2 separate regions of the Hordeum vulgare genome follow, and region 1 is linked to region 2. Evidence: chromatin contacts called from public Hi-C data. All regions are on one chromosome and are shown on one strand. Each heading gives the region's core, a stretch centred on a gene start, on an enhancer-like site or on the middle of the called end of the contact. The rest is flanking DNA. Distances are from core to core; before and after follow the strand shown. Region 1 holds the start of LOC123444226. Region 2 holds the start of LOC123444224 (protein PLASTID TRANSCRIPTIONALLY ACTIVE 7).

What was found. A called contact is a pair of places that touch in the nucleus more often than the background predicts.
Region 1: a Hi-C map of leaf shows a contact between it and region 2, with 2.9 times the contacts expected there. The contact joins the promoter of LOC123444226 here to the promoter of LOC123444224 in region 2. A contact is called at or near these places in 2 of 6 Hi-C or Micro-C datasets (leaf and seedling) and 1 of 1 datasets of contacts at active chromatin or transcription factors (embryo).

Annotation. Positions count from the first base shown.
Region 1 is chr3H:455,639,085-455,646,161 of MorexV3_pseudomolecules_assembly, reverse strand. It overlaps LOC123444226, which reads right to left and starts at 3,311. Exons shown (of 7, transcript XM_045120886.1): 1 at 2,991-3,311; 2 at 2,733-2,865; 3 at 2,439-2,542; 4 at 1,011-1,182; 5 at 795-929; 6 at 358-721. The coding sequence starts at 3,052.
Region 2 is chr3H:455,195,458-455,202,175 of MorexV3_pseudomolecules_assembly, reverse strand. LOC123444224 (protein PLASTID TRANSCRIPTIONALLY ACTIVE 7) reads left to right here and starts at 4,976. Exons shown (of 4, transcript XM_045120883.1): 1 at 4,976-5,160; 2 at 5,268-5,348; 3 at 6,241-6,593. The coding sequence starts at 5,029. The coding sequence ends at 6,573.

The sequences.
Region 1 (7,077 bases), core at 2,062-4,561, 450 kb before region 2:
TCAAATCAGTACTGGGTATGTATATATACGATTTACTGATTTTTGGATTCTTATAAATGTTAAGTTCTAAACAAAATGGTAATGAGCAACTAAAACTGCAAATATTGTTAGTTTTTATTGCCGACTGATTTCATAAGATTGATTTTGCCACGTGTGCACTTACAAGACGAATCCACTCATCAAGAATCATGTCGACGTAATCAAACAATGTATTAGAGCTTACTGCAACGGGTTACACCAGGTGGTGCTTTGTGCAATAAACCTGGAGAGTAGGTTTTCTATGCAAAATCAACCTCAATAGTTGGTTGCGATCTCTAAAATGTGAGGATAATAAAATAGTATAACCTTCAATCGTACCTGGAACTGTTGTGCCAAATTGAGAGTAAGGTCTAGAAACACTTGAACTCCCAGTATTTACATGAGAAAAGCTGTTAGATCCAGGAATATCGGCTGAGGAAGTAGTTGCACCATGTTGGGAGGTAGGAGGCACTGAAGCATCTGACTCCCTTCTATTTTCCTGTGTGGAAGCATTAGAGTTGGCAGTGCCATGTGGGTTTCTATTTGCTGGAGCTTCAGAAGATTCATAAGAAGGTCCTGCAGGCACACGAGAAGTGGCTGATTGAACAGATGAATAGGGAGCTGCTGCAGGTTGAGGAGTTGGCACACTAGAAGCTGATGATCCCGGAGTTGGAACGTTTCCTCCAGAATATGTTGATCCATACTACAAGATAGATAATATATCAGGTTAGAGCCAAAAAGCTTAACCCCAAAATCACTTCAGGTCAGTTAGTTACCATCCGATCCTCATTTTGCTTCTGCTCCTCAAATGCTTTTGGTTCCCATTTTATGTTGTGCTCTGCCGCGATTGAGCTCAAGGTTTTGGTTTTAGTCTGTACATCCGGTGCTCCTGCTGAGAGCTTCTCGATTACCTGTATGCACAATAATTGTTTTGAAAAGTATACAGCTGCAAAACCTTCGTCCAATTCAAAAACTGAAAAGCAGAAAAATACCAGACGGTTTACGCCGCTGTCAGGCCGCACTTCAAGAGCTGATGCGGCAAACTCTTTCCCGTACTTGCTTGTGAAATTCTTCCGAACATCTGCTAGTTCTGTGACATCTGAACATCTCATTGATGCAAATATAACACTCGCTACTGCCTCCTTCAGATCAATAGGGCAAGTCCTAGATTCAGGAAAACAAACATGTAACTGTAAGTACAGAAATATTCAGGACAAAAATAGATCTATAGCATGAGAACACAGCAGAACATAGGACCAATAGAAATTATTATTCAGCCGGCAATAGTTTCAGACTGTTTTGGACTTGATGTTTCATATCCCTGTCATATTTGTTAATGTTTTTAAGTTTACCAGAAAAGTGCAGAAGTCCTCAAACAACTATTACAGAATTATGCTATAAATTGCTGATAATGAAGCTACATGCAAGTGCAACTATTCCTGAAGGGAATGATCTTTCATGTCAGTGGTGGCACTTGGCTTGACAAACAGGTTGATCAATATTTCGATTACCCAAGACTTACAGTACCATGAGAAACAGGTTCTCAATATTTGACACATGGACTTGCACTGAAAAAAGACAGGAGCATGTCACTTTTTATCCAGATTGACTGCGCCAGTGCACCGGGCTAGCCCCAGCAAACCACCAAAATTTAGCAATAACCTAAATTTTGGTCATCATTTGGATGGTGCCATTATCTGGCATGGCCCAGGGAATCGGCAAGCTTCTTTTTCAACCTTCAACAAAGTCGCAGTCAGCGAGAACCACATCTTGTTGTGGTGGTGCAGTTATGGGGGTACGATTTCACCCGCCAGGGTCTAAATCATGGTGCTCACGTTTACACGCATGCACACTTGCAGAGGTATTCAATAGAAATTTAGTGAGAACTGGATCAAAGTTACGTTGACGAATCATTCTTCCTATTTGCATGACTACCTGGTCAGCATGACCGAGCCAAATTTTGGCTCACCCATGTTTAGTCCATTATTTGTCCGGCACCAAAAAATCATGCCTGCACTTTGGTCATGGCCAATATTTGTTAGGGTAAAGTGTGATCATTCAAACACCCTTTAGTTTTCAGATTACCCAGGAAAAGACTCTACATGAATAATATGGAGCAGTTTTTATAAGCTCGGAAGAGACCAGCTAAATCATGATTTGCTGATCAGGAAAAAGATAAAAGGTAACTCATGACCCGAGAAACGATACCCTAGTTCGCTGATAATGGATAGAAGATAACTCCTACCCTATCAACTATGCAAATAATTAAAAAATGAGATGTACAGTAACTGGTAGTTCTCAAACTATAAACCGTGTGTCTGCTTCTCTAGATGAAAATAAAGCAATTTCAGACAGACATCAGATAAAGACATGGAGCAGTAGGTACTGGTTTACAGTCAAGAAATATAAACTTGGCTTACTTCTGTGAATCAATAATGGACATGCGTGCCACTATAAGTTCGCAGTACACTTCGATCAGGTCATATGCTTGCATGAACTTCTCTTCCCTTATGACATGTTCAACCTGTGGGGGAAATGGCATAGGTCAGTAGTAGAAGAAAATGCCGGGCAGAAGCATAGAATTTTGTGACAAGCGGACGGACGTACTTGAGCACAGAAATTGGCAATAGCATAATGTAACAGGGAAGATAAGTTAGCACAATCGACCAACCATTGGCCCGATACTCAGTTCACACAGACACATCGAGGCTTACCCTGATGCGCGCGGTCTGGTCCTGGTTTCCGTCGAGCAGCTGCGCGACCTCGCGGCGCATCTGGCGCACCTGCACCTCCTTCTTGTTCCGCAGCAGCTTGATCCGCGCCATGGCCATCTTGAGGGCAATCTTGCTGAGACGCCACAAAAACAACAACAACAACAACAACAACAAGCGTTCAATTTCGCACCCCGCGGAAACCAACGGGGAAAGGAAAGAAGAAGCAAGAATACGCGAGCAGGGACGATCTGGACTGACCACTTGTCGGGCTTGAAGCCCTTGCTCAGGACGCCCGACAGCTTCCCCTTGCTCCTGTGCATCTTCGCCGGCCCTCCGTGTCCCCGCGCGCCGCAGCACCACGGCTAGATTCGAAGGGGATCGAATCGAATCGGCTCCGTCGGGGGGCCGGCGGGGCTGGCTATAGAAGTATTAGAAGAAGATGCTTCTTCCTCTCCGCGTTGGTGAGGTAGATTGGAAAGGGGGCTACCGCCAAGGGGAAGGGGAGGAGACTTGTTGGTGAGAAACACAACCGTTTGTTTGCGGGTGGGATTTCCGTGACGCGTGAGCGGCGCTTTCGCCCCGCCTTCTTCAACGCTTCCGTTTGTCGATTCGCGTGCGGGAGGGGAGGGAGGAGGGGAGGGGCATTGACCTTGACCGCCGCGGGGCCGCGTGGAGGTGGGATTTTTCGTTGGTTTGGCGGGGATCTTCGGATGGCAGGCACCTGGCAATTTTTACCATAAACAAAAGGCACTTGCCAATTTCTGTTCTTCCCCACACATTTCTTTTTCTTTTATAAGGCTATATAGTCGTAATGAAAGTATTATAGGTAGTACTTCCTCCATTTCTAAATATAAGACCTTTTAGAGATTCCACTATAAAGTCGTAATGAGAGTATTATAGGTAGTACTCCCTCCATTTCTAAATATAAGACCTTTTAGAGATTTCACTATAAACTACATACGGATGTATATAGACATATTATAGAGTATAGATTCACTCATTTTGTTACGTATGTAGCCTCTAGTGAAATCTCTACAAGGTCTTATATTTAGGAACGGAGGGAGTATCATGCATGTCAAATAGATTATCTTGATGAGGTGGCATAAAATTAAATGAAGACAGAGAGGGTTCAGTATCATATCATGATAATGTATCATATTAAATGGTGTGTTACTATGTGTCATGCATGGTACTCCCTCCGTTCCTAAATATAAGTCTTTAAAAAGGTTTCATTAGTGGACTACATACGGATGTATATAGACATAATTTAGAGTGTAGATTCACTCATTTTGCTCCGTATGTATACTCCTAGTGAAATATCTTAAAAGATTTATATTTAGGAACGGAGGGAGTAATAAATAACATATTTTATGATACTAACATATGATACTATGAATTACGGGTGTAATATGCATAATACTAATATATGATACTCCATATTACAACCAGCCTAAAAGCATAAAAAGCACTCTGCAGGTGTGGTCAGCCATTTTATGTTGATGAATGCTTGAACAAATAGGTTATTCTTGAAGAATGCATTTTTCTTTTCTGGAAATGGGGACCAGACTCACCCGATCTGCACATTGGGATGCAGAGAGCCATAAATGTACTGAACAAAAATCATGCCATACGCATCAAGATCAAACACATCATCAACATAAAAAATACTACCCCCTTCTAAAATAATTGAGGCCTCCTTTGGTTTAGGTTTAGAGAAATAAAAACATTCATTTGGTTCGGAGAAGTAAAATCCTATTTCTACGGAGGAATCATTTCGATCCTTCACATTTCATAGAAAAATAAATGTTAGCCTAGACCCACGGAAGAAATGGATCAAAGGACATCTCTTTTTCTATTCCTATTGCTAGGATTTGAGACACATGTCATCTTATTCTCTGTGACTTTTCTATTCATATGATTTTTCTACCCTATAATCCAAAGGAGGCCTGAAGTTTTGGATTTGTCCTATATCAAATTTGTTTAAGTTTGACCAAATATATTTTGGCATGAGTTGTGCTAGAAAGTAGGAAATATTGAGTATCTGTGATTTGATAGAACAAGAATTAGATGACATGATACGTCTCCGTCATATCTATAAGTTTTTATTGTTTCATGCCAATATCCTATCACTTTCATATACTTTTGACAACATTTTACATTATTTTTGGGACTAACTTACTTATCCAGTGTCCATTGTCAGTTCCTATTTTTTGTATGTTTTTTGTTTCATAGAAATTCCATATCAAACAAAGTCCAAATGCAATAAAAATTTATGGAGATTTTTTGGAATATATGTGAATTTTGGGAAGAATGATCAATGCAACACGGTGCCGGGGGGCCCACCACGCAACAAGGTGCGCTTAGGTGGGTGGGCCACATCTTGTTAGCTTGTGCCTCCCCTTTAAATAGATTAGGGGCCTACTTTTGCCGCAACAAACATAATTTTACAATTAAAATTCCCTCAAAATTTCATCCTGATCGGAGTTGCGGATCTCCGAATATTTAAGAAATTGTGAAGGGCCAGAAAACAATCGCGAAAACATGAGAGAAACACAGAGAGATATCCAACCTCGGAGGTGCTCTTTCCCTCCGGGATCCATGGCAGCCATGGACCAGAGGGGAAACTCTCCTCCCACCTAGGGAGGAGACCAAGGAAGAAGAAGAAGGGGGATCTCTCCCCCCTCTCTCCCGGTGGCGCCGGAGCGCTCATACGTCTCCCATGTATCTATATTTTTTTATTGTTCTATGCTCATATATTATCATTCTAGGATAATTTGGGGGTATTTATTTACCTATTTATATTATTTTTGAGCACTAACCTATTGACCCAGTGCCAAGTGTCAGTTGTTGTTTTATGCATGTGTTAGAGCATATTTCTCCATATGTGGTTTTGGTAATTGATAACAATCCCTATGGACTAATGGTTGCCTTGAGATTGCTATCTAGGTACTGGCTATGGACCCATAGGTCTGTGATGAACTACTCATACATCATCGTGAGGGCAGCAAGGTTGATGAAGAGGCCCTTCGTGATCGATACCCCCTCCGGCAAGGTGCCGAAACGAAGCTCCAGACGGTCTCCCGTCGGAGCCGAGACTCGCGGCAGCATAAAAAGTGTCTTGTGACTCCTTCTCGTGTTTCTAGGGTATATGAGAGTTTACAAGCCAAAGAACGAAGACGGGAGGGCCTCGAGGGGCTTACAAGCCAACAGCCCCCCCTCCCCTCGAGGCAGCGCCGGGTTAGCTTGTGGGGCCCTCGTGTGGCCCCCAGCCTTCCTCTCATGCTTGTTGCTCTTCTTTTGGTCCAGAAAAAATTACCAAAAAGTTTTAGGCCAATTGGACTTTGTTTGTTATGGAAACGGGAAAAGTGAAAAACATGCAAAAAACGGCAACTGACACTGGGCACTAGGTCAATAGGTTAGTGCTCAAAAAATATATAAATTGATAAATAAATACCCCAAAAGTATTATAGAATGATAATATACCAGCATGGAAAAATAAAAAAATTTAGATACGTTGGATACGTATTGATAACCCACAAGTATAGGGGATCGCAACAGTTTTCGAGGGTAGAGTATTCAACCCAAATTTGTTGGTTCACCAAAAGGGAAGCGAAAGAATATTCTCAAGTATTAGCAGCTGAGTTTGTCAGATTCAACCACACCTGAAAGATTAGTGTCTACAAGCAAAGTATCAATAGCAGAGTAGTATGATAACAACGGTGCCAGAAACGATCTGTTGACCGCAGACTATTCCTAACTGTTGTATCAATGGCGCCAGTAGGTTGCACGTGGGCGAGTAACTATTCTTCCCCGACAACAGTGTCATAAAAGGATCTTGCAACAAGTAACAGCGAAGTAGCAAGGAACAACAGTAGCAGCAGCAGCAGAGTAACAGCAGTAGCAACACTGGCCCAATCCCTTTTGTAGCAAGGGACAAGCCTAGGCAAAGTAACGTAGCGAGGACCAGTAGTAAAAGACTCGTAGGCAGTGGATCGGTGATGGATGAGTATGACAGATGTGATTCATCATGTAACAGCTATAACATGGAGAGATATGTAACTAGCTCTCGTTCGTCAATCTAATGTAGGCATGTATTTCGTATGTAGTCATACGTGCTTAGGGAAAAATAACTTGCATGACATCTATTGTCCATCCCTCCCATGGCAGTGGGGTCCTAATGGAAACTACGGGATATTAAGGTTCTCCTTTTAATAAAGAACCGTACCAACGCATTAACACGCGGTGAATACATGAACTCCTCATACTATGGTCATCTCCGGGAGTGGTTCCGGCTATTGTCACTCCGGGGTTGCCGGGTCATAACACATAGTAGGTGACTACAACT
Region 2 (6,718 bases), core at 3,727-6,226:
AACCAATGGGGTACTTGACTTTTCCACAAAATACTTCAACATCTCTAACAATCCGAAGTGGTGAAATAGTATCACAATTTGCAAGCTTAATAGTGACATCAATATCTTCAATTTCAGAGGGTGCTATATCATGCATAATTTATTGATGTAATGTGAAAAAAGTATATCACTAATACTAGCCTCAATATCGCATAGGCCATGATAGCTATGATTTCCAATTTTAACTCAGATGACAGGTGTGCCTACCAGTGGTTTATTTTTATCTAGTTCATCTCGTTTGTTTCTAATAGGTTTCACAATTCTAGCAGCTTCATCATAGAGGTAAATAACTTGCCCACCGATATTATCAACTAGGAGATCTTTAACTATAGCAACATCAGTATCAACCTTTATTTATTCAGAAGGTGTAGGTGTTCTAACATAACTCCTATTAAACACTGTTGTAGCCTTAGCATGTTCTCTAATCCTAACAGGGAAAAGAGATTTCTGAGTGTAAGCAGTAGGAACAATTGGATCAACATGGTTAACAATTATTTCTTCCTTCTTAATTAGAACACGTTCCTCGAGTATATTTTTTAATGGGAGGATGATATTTAAACCACTTTTCCTTGGGAAGGTCAACATAGGTAGCAAAAGATTCGAAGAAAGTAGCTACTATCTCAGAGTCAAGGTCATATTTATTGCTAAACTCATGAAAAGGAGAAGTTTCCATGAAATATTTAACAAAATCATAGTTAAGCTTTATACGTGACTCTTTACCTTCACCAAGTTCCCAATCTTCAGAGTTGAGTTTAATCTTTTCCAGAAGATCCTATCCGAATTCAATAGTCTCCTTCATATAGGAACCGATAGCACAAGCATCGAGTAATGTTTGATCATCATGAGAAAGCCCAGCATAATTTTTTTGTATAATCAATTCCTTTGGGAGCTCATGGTTGGGGAAAGCGTGCATCATAGATTTTAGCCTCCCTCAAGCTTGAGCGATGCTATCTCCTTCATGAGGCCAGCAATTATAAATAAAATTCCGATCATGATGAATTAGATGCATAGGATAAAGCAGTTTCTCTACCATACCCGAAGGAATCTCATAATAAGTATTTTTAGTAGGTTCAACGGGTTGAGGAACAATTTCCTCAACTTCTGATCAAGGCGAAGATACCCCAAACAAGCCACTCAAAGGGTGTCTGTTCATGGTTATAAGCAAGAGTTAATTTTAGCACGCACCAGAAATGTTTCCTTGCCAATTTCCACTTACCAAAGGCGCTTCTCTCCATGACAACGACGCCAGAAAAGATTCTTAATGACCCAAAAGTATAGGGGATCAATCATAGTCCTTTCAATAAGTAAGAGTGTCAAACCCAACGAGGAGTAGAAAGAAGTGTCAAACCCAACGAGGAGTAGAAAGAAATGATAAGCAGTTTTTAGCAAGGTATTCTCTGCAAGTGCTATAAGTAACAATGATAGATTGTTTTGTAGCAAGATAATTCATAACAAATGACAAGTAACAATAGTATCAAAGATGCAACAAGGTAGCACAATCTTTTTGTAGCAAAGGACATGCCTGAAAGTTCTCTTATATAAAGTAAGTGCTCCCGAGGACACACATGAATTTCTGTCTAGTCATGTTCATCATATTGAGTTGATTCGCGTTTGATACTTTGATTATTTGATATATGGGTGGACCTGTGCTAAGGTGTTGTTCTTAATTGAACTAACAACCTACTTATGATTACCCCCTCTCGCAAGCATCCGCAACTACGAAAGAAGAATTAGGATAAATCTAACCATAGCATGAAACATGTGGATCCAAATCAGCCCCTTATGAAGCAACACATAAACTGGGGTTTAAGCTTTTGTCACTCCCGCAACCCATCATATCTTTGTTACTCCACAATGACTCCCTTTAGGCCCATAACATGGTGAAGTGTCATGTAGTCAACATTCACATGACCCCACTAAGAGAAGTAACAACATCCATATCATCAAAATATCGAACGAATACCAACTTTATATGATTACTTATAACAAGACTTCTCCCATGTCCTTAGGAACAATAATTAATACTCACACACCATCAACATGTTCAAGATAAGAGGTGTAATAATAATAATAATTAAGGATCTGAACATAATATCTTCCACCAAGTAATCCAACAAGCATCAACTACGAGGTGTAATCAACACAACTAGTAACCCAGAAGTACCAATGTGAGGTTTTGAGACAAAGATTGAATACAAGAGATGAACTAGGGTTGGATATGAGACAGTGTTGGTGAAGATGTTGATGAAGATTGGTCTTCCCACAAAGGAGGAAGCGTTGATGATGACGATGGCTTCGAGTTCCCCCTCTCGGAGGGAAGTTTCCCCGACATAATCTCTTTGTTGGAGAGCCAAAGGGCCACTGTCCAGGTTTGCGCCTCGAGACGACGGCGCTTCATCCCGAAAGATGACTTATGCTTTTTTTCTATGGTAAAACCCACCGCATAGGAGAAGATCGTCATCACAGGGCCAGCTGGGGTCCCACAAGCCATCAGGGCACGACCTGGGGGTGGAGGGTATTGGCTTGTGCACATTTGGTGGTCCCTCTCCATATATTTTTGGCCCACAAATTCTCGAATATTCCAGAAAAATTCTCCATAAAGTTTTAAGTCATTTGGAGAAAGTTGATTTTTCTGCCTTTTTCTCGGTTTCCCGATCCAGAATTCCAGTTTCAAATATTTCCTTCGTAGTGATGTACCTTGCATATTCAGAGAGAAAGAGCATAATAATTGTATGATAATAAGGAATAATGGACATGATCAACACAAATATCAATAGTAATTCATGATGCAAAATGAACGTATCAAACACATGGCCACAAAGTTGTACAATCTCATGTCACCTCGCATCCTCCTGAAGCTTGGCATTGATGTCATTCGACTTGTCTCCTGGCCTTCCTTCTCGAGGATCTTCGCACTTGGATTTTGGCAACAATTGTTGGGAATGGGTGGCCATTCCTATCTCCACCAGGTCCACGATACACCCACGTCTTGATCAATGCCCCCCACATATCATGCACGCTCGTGGTCTTCTGGAGGGCGACTCCCTTTCATGGATGATGTTCACCATCGTCATCAATGCCTAAACTTGTTGCTCCAACACGCCGTTCGCTCGGGTCTGATCAAGCGCCTTACCAACCATCACGCCGCCTACGGTATTTCCCTTTACACCGACGATGTCGTGGTTCTACCATCCTGATCCACCTTAGCTCAAAATCGTGCATGTGCTACTGGACACCTTCGACACTGCCTCTTGTCTCCACACAAACTTCAGCAAATGCTCTCTCCTCCACATCAAATGCTCACCATATGTCTCAGTAGCACTGGGTGCGGTTCTCTCTTGCACGGTTGCATCCTTCCCAATCACCTCCTTCGCCTTCCCTTCTATGTGAAGGTACCGTCACCCTCCTCGCTTCTCCCCCTCGTCGACAAGCTACTAAAGAAATTGCCATCTGGAAGGCCTCCCTCCGCACGCACGTCGAGCACGTCGCACAGGCGCGACACGTTCTAACGACTATGTGGGTGCACATCTATGGGTTGGGGAGATACATTATTTATCTTCTAGTATATTTTCTTTCCTTTCTATTTTTAAAATCTTCCAAAATTCATAAATGTTTTATTAAACTACAAATTTTTTATTTTTTCAAGAATAATTTTTATTGAAGAATAACTTAAAAAATACAACAAAAAATAAACAAAATTCCTTTATTTGGAAATATGAGATATTTTTGAAATTGATTGAACATTTCCATCTTTCGTCGAGCATTTTCTTAAATATAGTACATTTTTACTGTTAAGAAAAATTACTCTGCACTGTAATTTTTTTAAAGAAAATCGACTAAAAAATCGATCATGAAAACCGCTATGATTCATACCGAGCACCGATATGAGCCAGCCTAGTCACCGACGCACCATACGTTTGCTGATATTCTAATGCATGAAGCGTCAAATAGGGGCTCTCCAATGGTTCATTCGGCCCTTGGGGTTTCAACACTACATCCATCGATGATCAATGTTAGGCCATTTACTTCATTTGGGCTTTGCTGAAAGCCCACATATATGCTTCACCCCATATTCTTCTGTTGTGCATCAAAGTTGGTGGTTCTATTTATCACATAGGTTGGCGGTTGTCGACCAAACGCGCATCCCCTCACTGGTCGCACTTCCAAGTAGCGCTCACTCCATCCACCGGTTTTGGGAAGGTTCTATACCTTTTTTTCATTTTTCATATTTTTTTCCTCTTTCCATAACCTCTTTCATGTTTGTTTTTTCTTTTAGTTTCGTTTTTTCCTTTTTTATTCCTTTCTCACTTTTTATTTTTATTTTTCAAACATATTTTGAATTCATGGACATTTTCTAAAATCATGAAGATTTTTTGAGTTGTGATTTTTTTTGAAATTGTAAATTTTTCTGGAATCACAACCATTTTTTTAGAAATTCTTGACATTTTTGAAATCACAATCAGTTTTACAAACTTTTGAATATTTTTGAAAACCATGAACATTTTTTTTCGAAATTGTGATTGCTTTTTAGTAAATTGTGAACATTTTTAAATCAGGAATGTTTTTCAAATTTGTAATAATTTTTACATGTCACGAATTGTTTCCGAAATCACAAACATGTTTTCTGAAACTCATGAATATGTTTGAATTCATGAACATATTTTCAAATTCTAGAATAATTTTTTGAATTCAAGATTTTTTTTGGAAATCACAGACATTTATCAAATTGAAGAACTAAAATCGAAATCGTGAACACGTTTTGAATTCATGATCTTTTTTAAAATTTCTGAAGATTTTGAAATTCGTTTTTTAAAATCCCAAACATTTTTAATGAAGCCAAAAAGAACAACAGGAAAAAAGTAGCGGCACCCGCGCCGCACATGGGCAGGCCCAAAAGCATGCGCAGGTCGATGAATAAGGTCCCGCAGCGCTTGCTCGTGCCCAAACAGGTCGAGAACTGGATGAGGTAAGAACCTCCCGGTCCAAAAAATGTCCATGGCAATGGCCGCTTCCTTCGCCGCCCGCCACCACCACGGTCACCTCGCCGCCGGCCTCCCCTCCATCCCTCAAGCAAGCGGGAGGACTAGCCGCAGCGGTGGCACCATCTCCATGAAGGCTCAGGTGGAAGCCCGACCCAGGCAACCTACTTCCCTTCCCCTTTTCTTCTCCTCCTCGCCAACTCACGCAATCCTTATCATTTTGTTTCCATTATCTCGTAGAAAAAGCAGAGCAGTGAGCCTGGAAGTGGGAAGGGGGCCGGGGACGGGCGAGTCAGCGGTGGGCGGCGAGTGTGGCGCCGCCGGAAACTGGTATGCGCAACAGCCGAACAAGGCCGGTCTCCTCGTCTCTGCGTGGTTGTTTCTGTTGGAATTAGGACGGTGAAATACGATTGGGCCTAGAACTTTTGCGTCCCTGTTCAGTGGAGTAGGTTGGGCATACTGATGTTCAGGAGACCCGAGAACCATCATTCGGTGTCCATTACCATGTGGTGTACAGTATTTGACAAAATCTAAAACACAGCCACACAGGATAAATGATTGGCTTGTGTTCATCGAAGTTCAGTACAGGGATACATATAGCTCTGCTTGTAACAGAGCCAGACGCACACTGAATCGGAGATACATATAGTTCAGCAAAGGGAGAGTTGTGTGCTTGCTTGTTATGTTATGATAAGTAATGGAATCCGGACCCACTTTGGGAGGTTCTTAAAGAAAATGGAGAGTTGTGTGATGAGATATATATCAATTTTACGCAGGCCCTTTGGTCGTGCTGGGTCATGACCTTGCATTGAATTGCAGTTTTTTCTAAACTTGTCAAATAAGAAGTTGGTGACTCTTATGCTGCAGACTTTCTTTCCAACTGATTTACGCTGCGGTCTTAGACTATGTTTCTTGTAGACAATCCAATCATTGTCATGGGAAGTAGGAACGAGCTGCCTTCTTTTCCTTCTGGGTAAACTGTGTCACACGTCCAGCGCTGCTTGGCCATTTCCGAGCAGTTATGCAGGCATGCAAGCAGCTGTATATCACACATTTGTTGTTTGCATAGGCAATAAAACCGCCATGGGATGAAATCAGTTGAAATGGAAACAATAGGCATTGTTGACATGTATTAGAAACTTTACATTCTTTCCTTATTTCCATCTTATTTGCTAGCACCATCGTGACATCATGCTTAAAAATCCCCTTCCGTTTGTGGCAGACCAAAGAGGATGATATGTTGCGTTACAAGTTGGATCGTATCCCTTTCTTAGAAGAGAAAGTGAGAAAAGTAAGGGAAAATGGGAAGCTTGTGTGCTTGGATATCAACCAGCTCATGTTATCTCAAGAGAATAGGTTTGCATTCACAATGGAGGTGGCAGAAGAAGCTAATGCCTATCTTGAGAAACACAGGCATGAGTATGGATTGAAAAAACCTATACTACATGTGCTCAGTGACCGCATGAATGAAGCTGGATTTTCTCGGCCAGAGGGCTACCTTTATCCTTATCCTATCAAGCCCGGGCCTTATTTCATAAAAGAAGAAGGCAATTGAATAGAATCACATGCTTTATCGTAAGTATATCTCACAACTCACTCTCCAATTACTCTTTACTTCCTTCTCTATGCTTGAATTATTATCCTCAGTTGTATATGTCATGAGTGCGATGAGTGTGCTTTCACACAAGCATGCCCTAGTG